Regions from separate parts of the Mustela erminea genome. Here region 2 is linked to region 1. A link is a contact called in public Hi-C data. All regions are on one chromosome and are shown on one strand. Each heading gives the region's core, a stretch centred on a gene start, on an enhancer-like site or on the middle of the called end of the contact. The rest is flanking DNA. Distances are from core to core; before and after follow the strand shown. Region 1 holds the start of LETM2 (LETM1 domain-containing protein LETM2, mitochondrial). Region 2 holds the start of PLPP5 (phospholipid phosphatase 5).

Region 1 (4,976 bases), core at 2,165-4,664:
GGGGTCTGGTGGTGATGACTTAGAACGTTACGGCACAGAGGGCCGCCTGGGTGGCTCAGGTCATGATCTCAGGGTCCTGGGATGAAGTCCCCGGGGTTCCGGCTCTCTGCTCAGCAGGGAGTCTGCTTCCCCCCTCTCCCTCTGCCTGCCTCTCCATCTACTTGTGATCTCTATCAAAGGAATAAAAACAAACAAACAAAAAAAAACCAACTTAAAAAAAGAAAAATGTTGTGGCACAGAGACTTAAACGTAAGAAGGAAATACAGGCAACAGCAATCAGATGAGGAAACCTATCCTCTGTGCTCTGTTCTGAGAATAATAAAGCTATGTCACTACTAGATGTTATACTCTGCACTGACATTGTAGTTCTGGATCTGTTTGGCACGACTGCAAGAAATTTCTGATATCTTTGTCTTTAAATATCATTTAAACAAGAAATTAAAAGATTCCTACAGATCAATTATTTTAATGACTACTACTTATGTTTCAGGTTTTTAAAAACATAAACCTTTTAATTATACTATAGATGATATTGAGAATTAAGCATTCCCATTACTGTTAATCATTAAATATTTCCTTTTTTCCCCTGTATTTATTTGACAGAGAGAGAGAGGGTGCAGAAGCAAGAGGAGAGGAAGAGGGAGCAAGAGAAGCAGGCCTCTTGCTGATCCTGGGATCATGTCCTGAGGATCATGGGATCCTGGGATCCTGGGATCATGACCTGAGCTGAAGGCAGATGCTTAACCAACTAAGCCACCCAGGTGTCCTATTCATTAACTATTTTTAAACTTATGCTTATGTAGTACCTGTTTTGTGCAGTACCAAGAGTTAAAGGAATCATTAAAAAGCACATTTTTGTTTGTTTTAAATGTCTTTTTAGAAACAGACCTCTTTTAAAATTGTATTGGTTTATTTGATGAGACACAGTAAGAGAGGGAACACAAGCAGGAGGAGTGGGAGAGGGAGAAGCAGGCTTCCCATCCAGCAGGAAGCCTGATGCGGGGCTCCATCCCAGGACCCCAGGATCATGACCTAAGCAAAAAGCAAATGCTTAAGGACTGAGCCATCCAAGTGCCCCTGGAACACATATCTCTTAAAGGGGGCCCCCTGAGCTTATTTCAGTTTGATTGTGTCTCCTGGAAAGACAGGTTAAATTGATCTTTTTTTTTTTTTTAATGATCTTTTCCACCTTCATCCTGCCTCTCCATCTTCCTGTATATTCCTTGTTTTGTTGATAAATTGTTGCCTTGACCAGATATCTGGACTTTTTCTTGAGGAGAATTTGGTAAGTTGTCCCCAGGCATTTTATTTTAATCTGTTTCTATACTGACAAGAGTTTAAAATTAAAGTTCTGGGAGGTAGATATATAATCTCTTCCTGTGAAACATAAGAAAATATACTGTTAATAACATTTGATCTTGAACTATATTTAGGGAAATGACCATTAAAATTAATAATGTACATTTTTAGCATCTAACATCTTCTGAGGTTCAGATCACACTTTGTCTTCTTCATACAAAATGAGCAAACAATTAAGACAGCAATCTAACACAATTCCCAGACCCAGAGTTAAAGAGAAAGGAATTTTTTGTTTCTCTTCCAAAGATTATATCCAAAAACTCCTTACATGATAAATCACTTAATCTTGAAAGTCAAAAAAATTGCCAGACCTGATAGCAGAAAGCAAACATTGCTTTCAACGAATGGATTGCAACAGGAAGGTTCTTAACCCTTCCCTTTTTATAATAGGATTGCGCCTGACACGTGACCATAGTAGAAAATCTAGCTCATCTTTCCAATACTGAACTTGGAATCATTCATCTGGTTTATGAATACTTAATGATTTTACTGTGCCTGTTTGTAAATGAATACAATGCATGAATAAGAATATTTCCTGGTATAAAATGTCTCCCAGGGAACTGAAAGGCATATTTTTGCATCTTTATGATCTTTTCCAGAAAAGTACATGTTCATGTTTGTGAGGTGATTAATCTGTGGAATTAATGTGAAAATTATATCTAGACTCTTAAAGCTCAAAATTTGCCTTCGGAAATTTTCAGGAAAGGAAAGGGAGAGAGACGAAGGCTTTGTAGATTTTGTTAATTCTAGTAAACATAGAACGTGAAGTGAAACCTTTATGTGGAAACTCGGGCATCCAACATGCACAAAGGGCCCTCTAGTGGCCAAACTGAAAAGTTCTGCCTATTTAACACGGTTGATCCATTTGGTTTTAAGCCGAAAAATGCTTTGTAGATTAAAAGCTGTCTACATAAACAATAACAACAACACAAAACCTGAAATTGAATACCCGCCATCTTTCATTCTTACAAATGTGCAGCCCAGATGAGTGAGTTCTGTGGTCAGCTCACGTGTTAAGTACTCTCCCTGTGAAAACGATTCCTTGTTGTCTGGTAGTCCAAGCGGATCCACTAAATATTTTGTTTTCCTTCTAGAGCCAGATGAAACGGACGGGTAGAGATAACAGGAGAGCGAGAACATTTCTATATCTATCACTTTTCCAAGACGGCTCAGTTACCCAACCTAGGAACTGAAGTGCCCCAACCTGCAGTACCTATGTCACTGCACAGTTACTAGAATATATATCTTAAATGTTATTTGAGATTTCTCCACAAACTACTGATCACAAATCATACCTGTTAAGCGAGCATTTTTTTTTAAAGATTTTATTTATTTAACAGAGAGAGATCACAAGTAGGCAGAGAGGCAGGCAGAGAGGAGGGGAAGCAGGCTCCCTGCTGAGCAGAGAGCCCGATGCGGGGCTCGATCCCAGGACCCTGAGATCATGACCTAAGCCGAAGGCAGCGGCTTAACCCACTGAGCCACCCAGGCGCCCCTAAGCGAGCATTTATAAAGCAAATTACTTTAGTGGAATTCAGATTTCCATATGAGGATTTCACAGCATTCCACTCTTAGGCCCCGGAGAAGGGAAAGCGAGGTTTTCCTAACCATTCCCGCCCTTTCTGCCACTGCCTCTCCGTAGAGCTCTCCGCGCCATCCCAACCCCGGCAGTTGTTGATTTGTAGGGGTTGGGGGTGGGGAGAGTACATCTAAGTGATGTAATTCGTGACTTTAAGATGGTTACCATGGCGACTATCAGGCATATTACGCTATCGGTAGGGTGAGAGGTTCTTTAATCTAGCCTTCAACGAGCATTTTCGGGGACGTTAGCCTACACGCCAGAGAGTAGAGACAGGCGGAAAAGCGTCAGTCTTGCCCGCTGCCGCAGGACAGACTCTGCTTAAACTAAACCCAACAGAGAATTCATTTTGCCGGTGGGAACTGGACCTTGGCTACTTCCAGGGCTGCCGCACCGAAGGACGCCCTCCCGCCCCATAATCTGAGAGCTCATTGGTGGGTGGTGTCGTCACTCAGAGTGACGTAACGGGATAGGAAAGAGGTGGAGCCGTAGAGACTTCTGGGGCCCCTCTAGCTGGGGACCTGGGCGAGGGAGGTTTGGGAAGGGACTGGAGGACTGAGGCAGCCGTTCCGGGGAGCCGGCCCGAGGAGGTAGGGGTGGGCTGGCCAAGTCCTTAGGCTGTTACTTGGTGGACCTCGCCTGCCTTTTTTACTCCGGAGCCCGCTCCCTCCGCATCCTGCTCTTCCCATCAGGGCCCAGGTTTCCCGATAGCTTCCAGTTCCCCACCGCACTCGCCTCAAGCCCATGACCTCGTGCCCCTGCCCGCCCCCCAGCTTTGGAGCTCAACCTCCATTTCCCCTCCTTCCGTGCTTCGCTTCGTCCTCTCTCTTCCGTACCCGGCGCCGGGCTTCTCCTTCCATAAACCTGGATCGCCAACAAGGTTGTCCTCCCCGTGCCTGCACCATCCCCGCACCCAAACACAAAGAACCGCCCCCCACCCCCACCCCGCTGCCGCAAACACAGTCCACCAACACACTACGTGCACAAAAGCCGACGGCGCGTTTTGTCCCTGTGTCGTCAAGGGCCAGAAGCAAGGTAACCCGGGGAGCCTGGGGCCCCGCGTGTGGGCGTGGGCGGTGCGAAGGCGCAGGCGGGGCTCCTGGCCGGCCCCGCCTAGGAAGTGGTTACCCACCGCTCTGGGCGGGAGTGCCCAGGGGCCGGAGAGCAGGTTAACCGCCTGATCGGGTGTGGCTTGCCTCCAGCAGGAGACCACCCTCCCTTAGCCTGGGTTTAGACGGTCTGAAGTATTCTCTGAACTCCCGTTCAAAATGTCAGCTCTGTGGTTGAGGTTTCCATCCAGGAGAGCACCCTGGTCTGCGCCTTTTCCAGCTGGAGGAAAGCAAAGTTGACGCTAAGAGATACTACCAAAAAACACCTTGCTGCCCTTGGCTGAAAAGGACTACAGGATGGAGAAAGGTTTTGAAAAAGCTTGTTTAAGGATAGCTCAGTTTGGACTCTTTGGAGAATCTTCAGTACAGGAAACCAATTTACCTCCACTTGAACGATTAGTAGGTACCATGTATTATCTTCACTGCTACATAAATGTGGTCAGTGAATAATTTTTTGTTTGTTTAGTAGGCTCTGTGCCCAACATGGGGCTTGAACTCATGACCCTGAGATCAAGACTTGCCTGCTCTACCAACTTAGCCAGCCAGGCACCCCTGCTTTTCATCTTTAAAAGTTTGGGGCAACTTGGCCAAGTATGGGAAAAAGCTAACTGAAACAAATCCAGGATATTTTATCCTACCTGTATTTTTAGGCTACAAATAAGTGTGTATTGCTTAACTTCTTAAATACCTGGCAGCGGGGGCACCTGGGAGGCTCAGTGGGTTAAGCCTCTGCCTTTGGCTAGGGTCATGGTCTCAGGGTCCTGGGATAGAGCCCCACATCGGGCTCTTTGCTCAGCGGGGAGCCTACTTCCCTCTCTCTCTCTCTCTGCCTGCCTCTCTGCCTACTTGTGATCTCTGTCAAATAAACAAATAAAAATCTTAAAAACAAAAAAAATACCTGGCAACCATTCAAGTAGGTTACTGGGTGT
Region 2 (5,242 bases), core at 1,410-3,909, 130 kb before region 1:
ACGTCCTTCTCCCCTGTGCATGTCAAGTCGGAATGGGCTTGCCCGTCGGGGAAGCAGCGGTAGAAGAAGTCTGGGCGTGGCCTGAAAAAATAAACACGGTCTCAACACAGATCCCTTAACTTCAGAAATTATTTTTTGGTTGTATCAGATACTGTAATCCTGTTCACAGCTGGTCAAATAGTGTCCCAGGTAAAATGATGAAACTGGATTAGGGTAGAAAGAAAAGCTTTATTTCCAGGGTCTACATTTGGGGGGGGGCAGTCCAGCACACGATTTTTTTTTAGGGCAAAGAGCAAGTCACACTGCAGTTTCGGGGTATTCTAGTGGACAATGACCCTGCTGTGCTGGTCAGTGGGAAACACTGTTCAGGGCAGGTAAGAGTCCACAAGTGTCACCCACAGGACAGCTATAGGGGAGGGAGGCCATGTTAGGTGAAGAGAACAAGGTCAGACTGAGGCTGGCGAAAGGGGGAGGAAGACGGTGGGTGGTGCCACGCCAGGAACTACCTCCTGCAGATGGGAGGCCCGAGGCAGGCACCGGGGCGCAGACTCTGGTCACTCACCTGCCCACGATCAGTTTTATTGTGTTCGTAAAAACACCGTTCAGAGCCAGGGCAAGGCTGGCAGCTGGAAAATAAAGAAACTTACTGTTAGTGGGTTTTGCCTAGGAGGACTTGCATGATCATGGTCTCATCAAGAGAGCAGCTGTGGTCTTTTTTTTTTCTTTAAAGATTTTATTTATTGGGCACCTGGGTGGCTCAGTCATTAAGCGGCTGCCTTCTGCTCAGGTCATGATCCCAATGTCCTGGGATCGAGTCCCACATCGGGCTCCCTGTTCAGCAGGGAGCCTGCTCCCCCCCCCCCACTCCCACTGCTCGTGTTCCTGCTCTTGTCTGTCAAATAAATAAAATTTTTTTAAAAATAAAATTTATTTTTATTTATTTGACAGAGAGAGACACAGTGAGAGAGGGAACAGAGGCAGGCGAGTAGGAGACGGAGAAGCAGGCTTCCCGTAGAGCAGGGAGCCCGATGCAGGGAGGAATCCCAGGACACTGGGATCATGACCTGAGCCAAAGGCAGCTGCTTAACGACTGAGCCACGGCAGCACACCAGCCATGGTCTTTTTGAGATAGGAACGGTCAGGCTCTAGCCAGAGCTGAGCAGAAAAATCATTCTAGGCCTGAACATGGTGGAGTACAGAGAGCGCTTCTGGACCAGGCCGAATCCATTTCTGGGGTACCGGTCATTCAGCACACTGTTCACCTCGGAGGTCAACTGTTCTCAGAGTGCCAGCTTTCTCACGGGTGACAGCGCGGGTACAGGGGAGACAGGATGACTGTAGGAACATAGAACTCCGTGGCCTCCACAGGCAGAGGTCACACCTCCAGTGGCTGAGATGCCAGCACTGAGGAGACAGAGACCAGCCCAGCCAGGGAGGGCTCGTTCTTACCCAGGCAGGCCTGTTTGCTGTCCGTCGCACCAGCCTTCTTGAGACATCGGGCCAAGAGGATCAGGGACAGTGGGGAAAGAAATGCAATGACCTGAAACAGAAGATAGTAGAGGTTAAAAAAAACCCAAACCAAACCCCCAGTGAAACCACATGGCTAGTGGTTCAAGCGGTGCCAACAGGGAGGAGGAATGGAGGGGACAGAAGTCGTCACAGGTCTGTCCTAGCGGGGCCCTGTCAGTGTACGCAGTGGCAGCGTCTGTGGGTTGACGGGGCAGCACCTGCTCCACCAGGTACACCAGGGCCATCAGCCATTACTCTTAAGTGACCGGTACCTCAATCCATCCTAAGGAGCAGAGCTCACAGTACGTGTCTTTGGGGGCAAAACTGGCATCTTGCGCTCTCAATTTGGGTCGTTATCATAAGGAAACAAGAAGTTGAGCCCCTCATCTAAGGGAGCAAGACGCCTGCTCCCTAGCATCGAGCTCGTCCTAAACATTAAGGGTCAGAAGGAAGGCTAGTTCTCTACGCACAAACATGGGCTTGGTGGGGAAATACTCGGCTTCCACATACGGATTCCGGTAAAGCCACATCTCCTCCGGCTGGATCAGCCTCTGGAAGGGAGGGAGGAGCTCCGTTACCCTAGAGGGGAAACAAAAATGTGCAGAGCACGTTGGTTTGCTTCCGGCCTCCAGCCGCTCGTCGGGACTTCCCACCGCTGCCCACCCCCCCCCCCCCCCCCGCACTGGGAGCCCCGGGCCGAGGCAGGAGCTGCCGGCCTCCTGCCGCCTTGGAGGGGGAGCGGGGGACGGCCCAAGGATGCGGGCCGCGGGGTTCGAGCGGCAGGACGCTTACAGGAAGGCCGTGAACAGGGCGAGCCGCACGCCCAGCTCGGCACCGAGGGCCGCCACCTTCCCCATCCTGCCGTCAGCCAAACAGACGCCGCGCTGACGTGGCAGCTCTTGCGGCGGCGGCGGCGGGAGGCGAGGCCGCCCCGGGGAGGGCCGTCCCGGCGGTGGGGGGCCGGGCCTCGGCGGCTCGGGGGCGCGGGCTGGCGGACGCTGGGCGAACTGCACCCGAGGAAGGCGTTGCAGCCACTTCCCTGCCCTGGCGGGTCGGCCATCCCTCGGCGCCGCTCTGAGAGCCCCAGCCGGCGGCAGGAAGGAGGCGCTCGCAGAGCCATTCCCGCCATTCCAGGGGACACCGACCACGAGCCGGCGCCCGGCGTCTGGCCCACCGGCAGGCCCCGGCGGAGTCGGCCAAGTCGCCGGGATGAGAGTGACGCACGTCTCCCCTTCCCGCCGTTCGCTCCATAGTCTCCCACCACACTGAGCAAGAAGCAACATTCTCCAAGGGCTTTCCCTCCGTGAAAACACGACCAAACCCCACGTTATCGGCTCCAAGCTCATTTGCGACAGCATTTTGAAGGACCTCGGGTCACCGGCCGGCACCGGGTGCCTGTTCTCCCCACTATGACCTCTCGCCCAGCAGTTGTGGCAAGAAACTACAGGCAATGAACAAGTCCACGTTTGATTTGGAACATACAGGACAATTTATTGAAGTCAATCTCAAGCAAAATCTGAAGTCAGTGGAATGTCATTAAGAACCTTTCCAAATTAATCCTCATGGAAGCAAAAAACACATCTGAATTCCAAAGTATTTGTAAAATAAAAAAAGGCAACATCTCAGTAAATATAATGTACAAAAATTTATGTTCCTACCAGCACACACAGTAGTAAGAAGCTTAAAATTCCAGGCAATCCTAAATATACTATAACTAGTCAACAATAAGCTATCTATATACAGGTTAACCAAGCTTTACACGTTTCACACTATGCAGTAAGACATAGGCCATTCAACAAAACCCCCAAAATATCATATATCTTGAAGTCTATGTGGCAACATCAAGTCATTATACAGTAATGCCCTAGTGGAACGCCCCCCAGGGAAAATGAACACTAATCCCTTAGTGTCAAGAGCTTCTAGCCAAGTCACAGAAACTCAAAAGAGATTGACTTTAGTGAATATTGATGCTTTGTTATTAAAGACTCAAGTCTCAAGGGATTTAGGCAAAATAACATTTCACAGGATCTACAAATTTATTACAGATAAACAAAGTACAGAAATAACCAATCTACAAAGGTCATTATCATAGATAAAGATCACAAGAAAAAGAAAACAATCTGTAGGTATCTGTGTTTGCTGTGCAATATCACAAGTGGTTACAAATGAATTTCTCCTATCAATTCCAATTATGCACACACCCTTGTATAGAAAAAGGATCTTATTTAGCCAGTTGTAATCATCATTTAGTATCAATCATCATTTAGCATCTTGGTCATCGGAGGCAATGTGATTTTCTTTTTTAACAGAGGGTATGTGACAGCACAAATGAGATAAAGAGCAGTATTAATAACAACAGAGTAAAAAGTAAATTGTATCCAGTCCACTCCTAACCTGACAAGAATACCTCATACATACCTCGTCTCGGTGATCTGATGGACATTGCGCGCCCCGCGTGCACACATCGAAGGTCTGTGGCAGGTGGGGGAGGGGGCGGCACCTGAGGGGGCTTGCCTGCCAACTTGCAGATCCGGAGAGTCACATAAGAAAACTAAGGACTGAATAAATGACTTTGGCAACTGTTCATCTTTTTCACTTTTTCTTACATGTAACTGACTTTCACAGGCTACAGAAGGGCAGGCTGCTCTCCTCCCCACCGTACACACATCTGTGCCACAAGCACCTGAACTTGTCACTTAAGCAATGGACTGACGGAGAAAAGAACGGAAATGGTTTCTGAAACACACACAGACGACACCCTGCGTTTCAGGAGTATAACGTAAGTGCAAATTTTTGTTTTTTCCCCTACACAGGCATATATTAAAAGGAAAGAAGAGCTGCACAGGGATGGGGTTGACAAAAATACAAGAGAAAGAACACACATGGCGAATACTCATAAAAATGCTGGTATTTCATGCAAGAGTCTCTTCCTCGAATGTATACACGAAATCTGAGCTATCTGCTGTGGACACTCCATCCCACTCGCAGAACTTTGCCTTTAATCCAAGTTGAAGAGGACAAGAGACTAGGCTATTTGTTTTCAAAACAGTATACAAAACAATGCTTTCTACTTCATAAATTTAAAAATAACTGTAAAATAAGGGGAATCTGAAGAGTTTCAAGTACTTAAAAAACCTGAATTCAATGAGGCAGAGGTCTCAATGTTAAAGTGACTACTTCGTACCTGTGGTAAACATTGTCATTCCCCCTCCCTCACCCTGTTCTAACCCCCTTTTCTTCCTGTACCCCGCCCCGGGGAAAAGTTGGTAGATTTCAGTAGGTACACATTTCCAACTTTTCAATATTCGTTAATACATGGCAAAGCCGTCTAATCAGATCTCTCCCTAGCTTAGCTGAAAATGGAGGCGAGCTCTCCTCTCGGTTTACAGACAACCAGGGAGCAACCGCAAGTGGTCTAGGCCAACGGAAATCGTTCCAAATGATCACTTTGTGTGTGCAGCAACCTGGCCAACTCCGGAAGTCGACTCTGCTCCACCTGGCAGTAAAGCCACTTGCCAGCGGCATCGCACCTCCTCCCAGGTGAGCTTCCCAAGCCCAAAGGGCTCTACCACAACCCGTGTCCTTATCCTCTCGGGACATGGCATGTGGCAGCTCCCTGATTTCAAGGTGAATGCTAAAGGAAGCTTTGTACTTAACAATGAAATGAAGGACCAGCCATGAACCTGGGGCGTCCAGTGATGACGCTCTGTAGGGCTGCCCTCTGCCGTCCAGG

The links. A called contact is a pair of places that touch in the nucleus more often than the background predicts.
Region 2: a contact with region 1 is called in a Hi-C map of spleen, with 6 times the contacts expected there. The contact joins the promoter of PLPP5 here to the promoter of LETM2 in region 1. A contact is called at or near these places in 3 of 3 Hi-C or Micro-C datasets (fibroblasts, skeletal muscle and spleen).

Annotation. Positions count from the first base shown.
Region 1 is chr21:6,115,939-6,120,914 of mMusErm1.Pri, reverse strand. It overlaps LETM2 (LETM1 domain-containing protein LETM2, mitochondrial), which reads left to right and starts at 3,414. Exons shown (of 11, transcript XM_032328764.1): 1 at 3,414-3,973. LOC116582038 reads right to left here and starts at 3,122. Exons shown (of 4, transcript XM_032329413.1): 1 at 3,104-3,122. The coding sequence starts at 3,122.
Region 2 is chr21:6,246,030-6,251,271 of mMusErm1.Pri, reverse strand. It overlaps PLPP5 (phospholipid phosphatase 5), which reads right to left and starts at 2,659. Exons shown (of 7, transcript XM_032329051.1): 1 at 2,302-2,659; 2 at 1,980-2,088; 3 at 1,450-1,540; 4 at 563-626; 5 at 1-81. The coding sequence starts at 2,366. LOC116581783 (a long non-coding RNA gene) reads left to right here and starts at 2,988. Exons shown (of 4, transcript XR_004282225.1): 1 at 2,988-3,979; 2 at 4,135-5,242.